Linked DNA regions of Mus musculus: region 1 is linked to region 2. Evidence: chromatin contacts called from public promoter capture Hi-C data. All regions are on one chromosome and are shown on one strand. The core of a region is the stretch at or near the end of the contact, and the rest is flanking DNA. Distances in the headings are between cores, read along the strand shown. Region 1 has its middle 3.9 kb from the start of Gm24382. Region 2 holds the start of F630111L10Rik (RIKEN cDNA F630111L10 gene).

What was found. Promoter capture Hi-C pulls out the DNA fragments that hold promoters and counts their contacts.
Region 1: a promoter capture Hi-C map of second pharyngeal arch cranial neural crest shows a contact between it and region 2. The contact joins the enhancer-like site here to the promoter of F630111L10Rik in region 2. A contact is called at or near these places in 3 of 39 promoter capture datasets (cranial neural crest, maxillary cranial neural crest and second pharyngeal arch cranial neural crest), 2 of 15 datasets of contacts at CTCF or cohesin (the NIH/3T3 cell line and large pre-B cells), 3 of 484 Hi-C or Micro-C datasets (CD8 T cells, the G1E-ER4 cell line and bone marrow-derived macrophages) and 1 of 115 datasets of contacts at active chromatin or transcription factors (embryonic fibroblasts).

The regions. Positions count from the first base shown.
Region 1 is chr3:60,122,514-60,125,213 of GRCm38.p6, forward strand. No RefSeq gene overlaps it. Among named protein-coding and RNA genes, the nearest start is that of Gm24382, 3.9 kb to the right of the region's middle. Within about 2 kb of position 1,413, at least 62 of the 459 cell types and tissues checked have an H3K27ac peak or open chromatin away from gene starts, as enhancers often do. A contact at or near this core is called in the NIH/3T3 cell line, embryonic fibroblasts and second pharyngeal arch cranial neural crest, where this site is marked.
Region 2 is chr3:59,152,340-59,155,039 of GRCm38.p6, forward strand. F630111L10Rik (RIKEN cDNA F630111L10 gene) reads right to left here and starts at 1,289. Exons shown (of 1, transcript NR_045641.1): 1 at 1-1,289. All of the region lies in intron 15 of Med12l (mediator complex subunit 12-like), which reads left to right. It also overlaps a transcript of P2ry14 not described here.

The sequences.
Region 1 (2,700 bases), core at 163-2,662, 970 kb after region 2:
AGCATCAGAGGTAAATACACACAGTAGACAGAAAACTTCCTAGGATATTTGTGGTAAACATTTGCCTGATACTTTCTTTTTTCTCAAATTAGGTATTTTCTTCATTTACATTTCCATTGCTATCCCAAAAGTCCCCCATATCTCCCCCTCCCCTACCCACCCACTCCCACTTCTTGGCCCTGGCATTCCCCTGTACTGAGGCATATAAAGTTTGCATGACCAATGGGCCTCTCTTTCCAATGATGGCTGACTAGGCCATCTTCTGATACATATGCAGCTAGAGACATGAGCTCTGGGGAGTACTGGGTAGTTCATATTGTTGTTCCACCTAAAGGGTTGCAGACCCCTTTAGCTCCTTGGTTACTTTCTCTAGCTCCTTCATTGAGGGCCCTATAATCCATCCAATAGCTGACTGTGAGCATCCACTTATGTGTTTGCTAAGCCCCGGCATAGTCTCACAAGAGACAGCTATATCAGGGTCCTTTCAGCAAAATCTTGCTAGTGTATGCAATGGTGTCAGCATTTGGAGGCTGATTATGGGATGGATCCCCGGATATGGCAGTCTCTAGTTGGTCCATCCTTTCGTCTCAGCTCCAAACTTTGTCTCTGTTACTCCTTTCATGGGTGTTTTGTTCCCAATTCTAAGAAGGGGCAAAGTGTCCACACAAACTTTGGTCTTTGTTCTTCTTGAATTTCAGGTGTTTCGCAAATTGTATCTTATATGTTGGTTATTCTGAGTTTCTGGGCTAATATCCACTTATCAGTGAGTACATTTGTGAAATTCCTAGACAAATGGATGGACCTAGAGGGCATCATCCTGAGTGAGGTAACCCAATCACAAAAGAACTCACATGATATGTACTCACTGATAAGTGGATATTAGCCTGATACCTTCTTAATGCATTCTTAACAAAGCATGACCAAGCACCACCCCACATCTGAAAAGATGTACACGATTAAGCCAAAAAATCTTAAGCTGGATCATTTCCCCATCCTAGTCCATCCTTGCCTGTGTTTTTTAGTCTGCATGAATTACACTCTTGTATAACCCCGATCATGTTTTAAGAATAAAAAATAAAACAAAGACACACTTACCTTAATGTTTTAACCTTTTCTTCCTAACACTAACATGAATCCAGTCAGCTATGTTTGCCTTCGTAGAAGTAACAACAGCATGACCCCACTGGTGAACATGACTACTTTATTCTTAATTTTAAAAGTTGCGTGAAGCTGGTCTTCCCAGGCTAAAAACAAACGAAAAAGCTAGGCTGTAAATGAAGCAACCACTGGGAATAAAACCTGTCCAAATATGTACCTACTTCATCTCATGTAATGGCCGTCAGTCAGTGTATTCTCCACTTTAATTAGAAGCAAAAAGTACCTCCTGCCTTCTGGAAGCACTCAGGGCAACAAGGAACTAAGCTATATCTCCTAAATAATCCCAAGCTCTCAGGTCTTAATTATAGCCTCTTGCCAGCAATGTTTATTAGTACAGTGTCAACTTCCAACGAAAGGGAGGCATCACGAGGCAGCAGAGCAGGCTTTGTAGAGGGAGACAGACAGCTGGGGTGAAGCCTCTGGTGGTTAGTTCTCCAGTGGCGGGGGGTGGGGTGGGGAGGGGAGGGGAGGCCTTAAATACAGAGGGAAATGATTCAAAGCAAGCTTTAAAAGAAAAACATAAAAAGAATATCTTCCATTGCCTCATGTTGAAGCTGGAGCCGAGCACGCCTCTTTCTGACAATTTAAAACCTCATAAAGTGAGTACTGCTTAGGGCAAATTAATTGTGTTGAAAGTGAATCTATCAGTATGTTAATTAAGCATGCTCCTATTATTGGGCTGTATATATTTTATGTGCTCTGTAGCACATAGAGTAGAGACTGAAACCTTTCTGTATAAATAATTGAGAAGGACTTTATGTGTTTCACTCAGACTGAAAAGTCTCTGAATATATATTAATGGTAACCCAGTCTCTAAAAATAAACTGGGTGTCTGTTACTTACAATTCTGGCCTCACTGAAAGCCAGTTTTACGTGGTTTTTCCATGCCCAGGAAAAAAAAAAAAAAAGAGGTGTGGTTCCTACTGCAAGCACTTTTGAAAGTCTGTTTGATGATTTTGGATGACCCATAAAGTGCCAAAGCATTACTCATATACTGTTGGCTTCAGAGAAACCAAAATGATCGTAGTGATTGTTTTTTAACTTCCTTCAGATGTTGGAAAATTACTAGTGTTTCACAAAATAAAACATCGCTCTGCCTACGCACAGCACAGTGCCTGTCTTTATTTTAATGAATGGAATTCTTTAGACCTTCGGAATTGTGTGTGCATATCTTCTCTAGGCAATGGTTAGAACTCACTCATTGATGGTTCAAATGTGCAAAACTTAAAGTCGAGTTCTGTGTTTTCTGAGCTTCTACCACAAGAAAAAACGCGTATTGTTTCTACTCTTCTTTTATTAGGCCTGCATGTTTATTTAAAAGTGGAAATGACACTGTTCTGATAGATGTTGGTGAGGGAAAGAGAGGCACATTTTCTCATTTTCCTTCTCTATACTTTACCTGTGGGAAGCTGTTGGGAAGGTGCTACTTAGTCGGGGAGTGGACAGTGAGTTTGACATGCACTCTTCAGACTTTCTCTATCTTTCTAGAACAGTGGCCTCCTCACCTGGTACTCTTCATGAGAGAGAATATTTGAAAATAGT
Region 2 (2,700 bases), core at 39-2,538:
TCTGAGCAGCTTGGTGTTTCCTCTCTTCTTCTTTGGGTTTAACAGGTATAACCATGTGTGCTATATGTACATCTACACATGTGAAACTGTACACGTGTGCTTGTATGTATTTATAAGTTTTATTAAAGTATAAGGTTTTATGTGTTTATAGAACTTAAAATGTTACTTTGATATTTCAAGTTAGGATTTAGATGATTTAGTCTTGAAATGTATTTTTGATTTTGTATATTTAAAAAAAGATAAACGTGTAAGTTGTTTTTTTTTACTCTTATTTCCTCCATAGGATTAAATTTCCTAAAACAAAACAAGCAAAAACCAACCAACCAACCAACCAACCAAAAAAAAGAAAAAAAAAAAAAAACCTTCCAAAAACTCAGCAGTAAACAAAACAATCTAGGTGGCTTGCATGGGCTCACTGAGTGCACTGACACTAGATCCATGCTCCGCCCTACGTGTTGAATTGAAACTAGTTCAAGCATTTTAAGGAGTTTAACTGATTATTTATAAACTAAGTTTCTAATGAATGTAAATTTTTGCTATGTATAGGATATGAAGATATATGGTTTTTAAGCTTCCTTAAGAATAAATACAAATTTTATTAGATGCAATTAGGATTAACTTTCCCAGCAAGACCAAGCTAAAAGCTCCTCTCTGTGTAACTATGCGTTCAAACAGACACAGTTTTGTTATATGTGTATGTGTGCAGTGGCAGAAAAGGAGAAACTATTCGTACGTAATGAGAAATTTTGAAAGAAGAAATACGGCAGTGAACTTACTTTTGAGAACCATCTCTGTGTCCTTTCACACGGTAGAAATGTCCAAGATGGACACTTGTGAAAGTTTCTTTTGAATTACTACAGACACGTTAAACCCAGCTGGGAGCCCCAAATAATCAATTAGAGCACTTAAGGTTTGGACCCCCAAATTGCCATCGACAAATACTTAACGTGCCAAACAATTGCCATTTTTAAACACAAACTGACTCTACTGGTAAAACATGAAGATTGCCCAGTGTAACCCAGTTCAGACCTAACCCTTCCATCCACACACCCAGGTTATTTCATGAAGAATCTCCTTACCTGCTTATGGCTCCTGTAGTGCACGTCAGACTACACTCATGTTGGAATATGTCTCAGTGTAGGTTCCAGAGGACACTTAAGCCGAGTTCTTCCTCATCTTCAAGAAGAGAAGAAAAATCAGGAACTTGACAGAAGCCACGAGATAATGGGTTGGCTGGGCACTGCATCTGAGCAGTTAGAATGCAGTCAAGGCTAGAAAGTGGAAGCAGGGCATGGCTAGATGTTTTGATCTGCGTGAGTGTCAGGCTGTCCTCCGCTGGTTCCCTCCATGAGTCATACAAACAGCAGCCTGACCAAATCTCCCTGCCCTCCCCCACATCATCTTTTTCTTCTCCCTACTTTTTCCTTTGCTTCCTTATCACTCACAGGGATTTTCCTCTGTAAACCTCACCATTGACAGTTCAATGCAGTAAGCAATGGGGAACAAGAAGAGCCACACACTTTCCTAAGAGGAGATTATTAGTGATAGAGAACAGCAGGTTCAGGAGTGTGGCGGTATTAGAGCTACCTAGGAATTTGAGTTAGCACTTGGGTAGTGAATTTTGGCATAAGGGCTGTTGTTGGTCTCTTTTTTCCACATTTAAAAAAAATATTTAATTATTGCTGGCAAGTAGCTCATAAGTATAGATGAACACATCACTTGTTAAAATTTTGGTAAGTTTGTATTGTTCATGCTATAACTCATATTTTAAGTTCATTCCAGCTTCTGTAGTGATAGTTTTTAAAGTTCTATATCCTTCCCACTGCACTGCATACAGCAGCCTTTGTGTTCATGGCAGGACTGATTCCTGAACTCCCTTGGCGTGATAACAAAATCCGCAGCTGCTCTCGTCATCTGGAGATTTACACTTATAGGAAGTCATTTATAAAAAGTGATATATTCGCATTTAACCTATACTTATTCTTCCATAAGTGCCTTAAATCATCTCTAGATTTCTCATAATACTTAACATAAATGTATAATGATATAACAATACATGGTATAGAACATATGGAAATGACTCAAAGGTAACTAATACTGTTCTAAAAAGTTCTTTGTGGAGTTCTTGTATTTCCATCCTTTTCCTTTGACCACCCCCCTCTTCCATTCATGCTGAGTGAAGGGAGCAGGAAAAAGAAACCCCAACAGTGGATGGGGCTCCAAGAGAGAGATAACCAAAGGCTCCTACATTTCCTATGTGCTCACTCAGGTTCTGTTGCCTAAATTAAGCTCTAAGAGCTTATGTTTACAATTGATTTTTGCCTTAACATTTTAACCTAGGCGTTTACAGTTACGTCACCTGCACAGAAAGCACTGTTTCGATTCACTGTACTTACTAAGCAGTAGGCAGTGTTCTGGACACTGAGAATGGAAAAGCAACCAGGACACACATATTTTTTTCCTTAAGAAGTATAGATTTTTATTTTGTGTATCATGTGCAAGCCTAATCACTACACATCTTATGACTTGGGCATTTGTGACCAGAGCTAGTTGAGGGAAGCTCATTACTTGGCTCTGATAGAAAGAGAGAGAGAGAGAGAGAGAGAGAGAGAGAGAGAGAGAGAGAGAGAGAGAGAGAGAGAGAGAGAGAGATATCTTATAATCAGCTGCATTGAAGTTACTACCAGGGAACATTGCAGA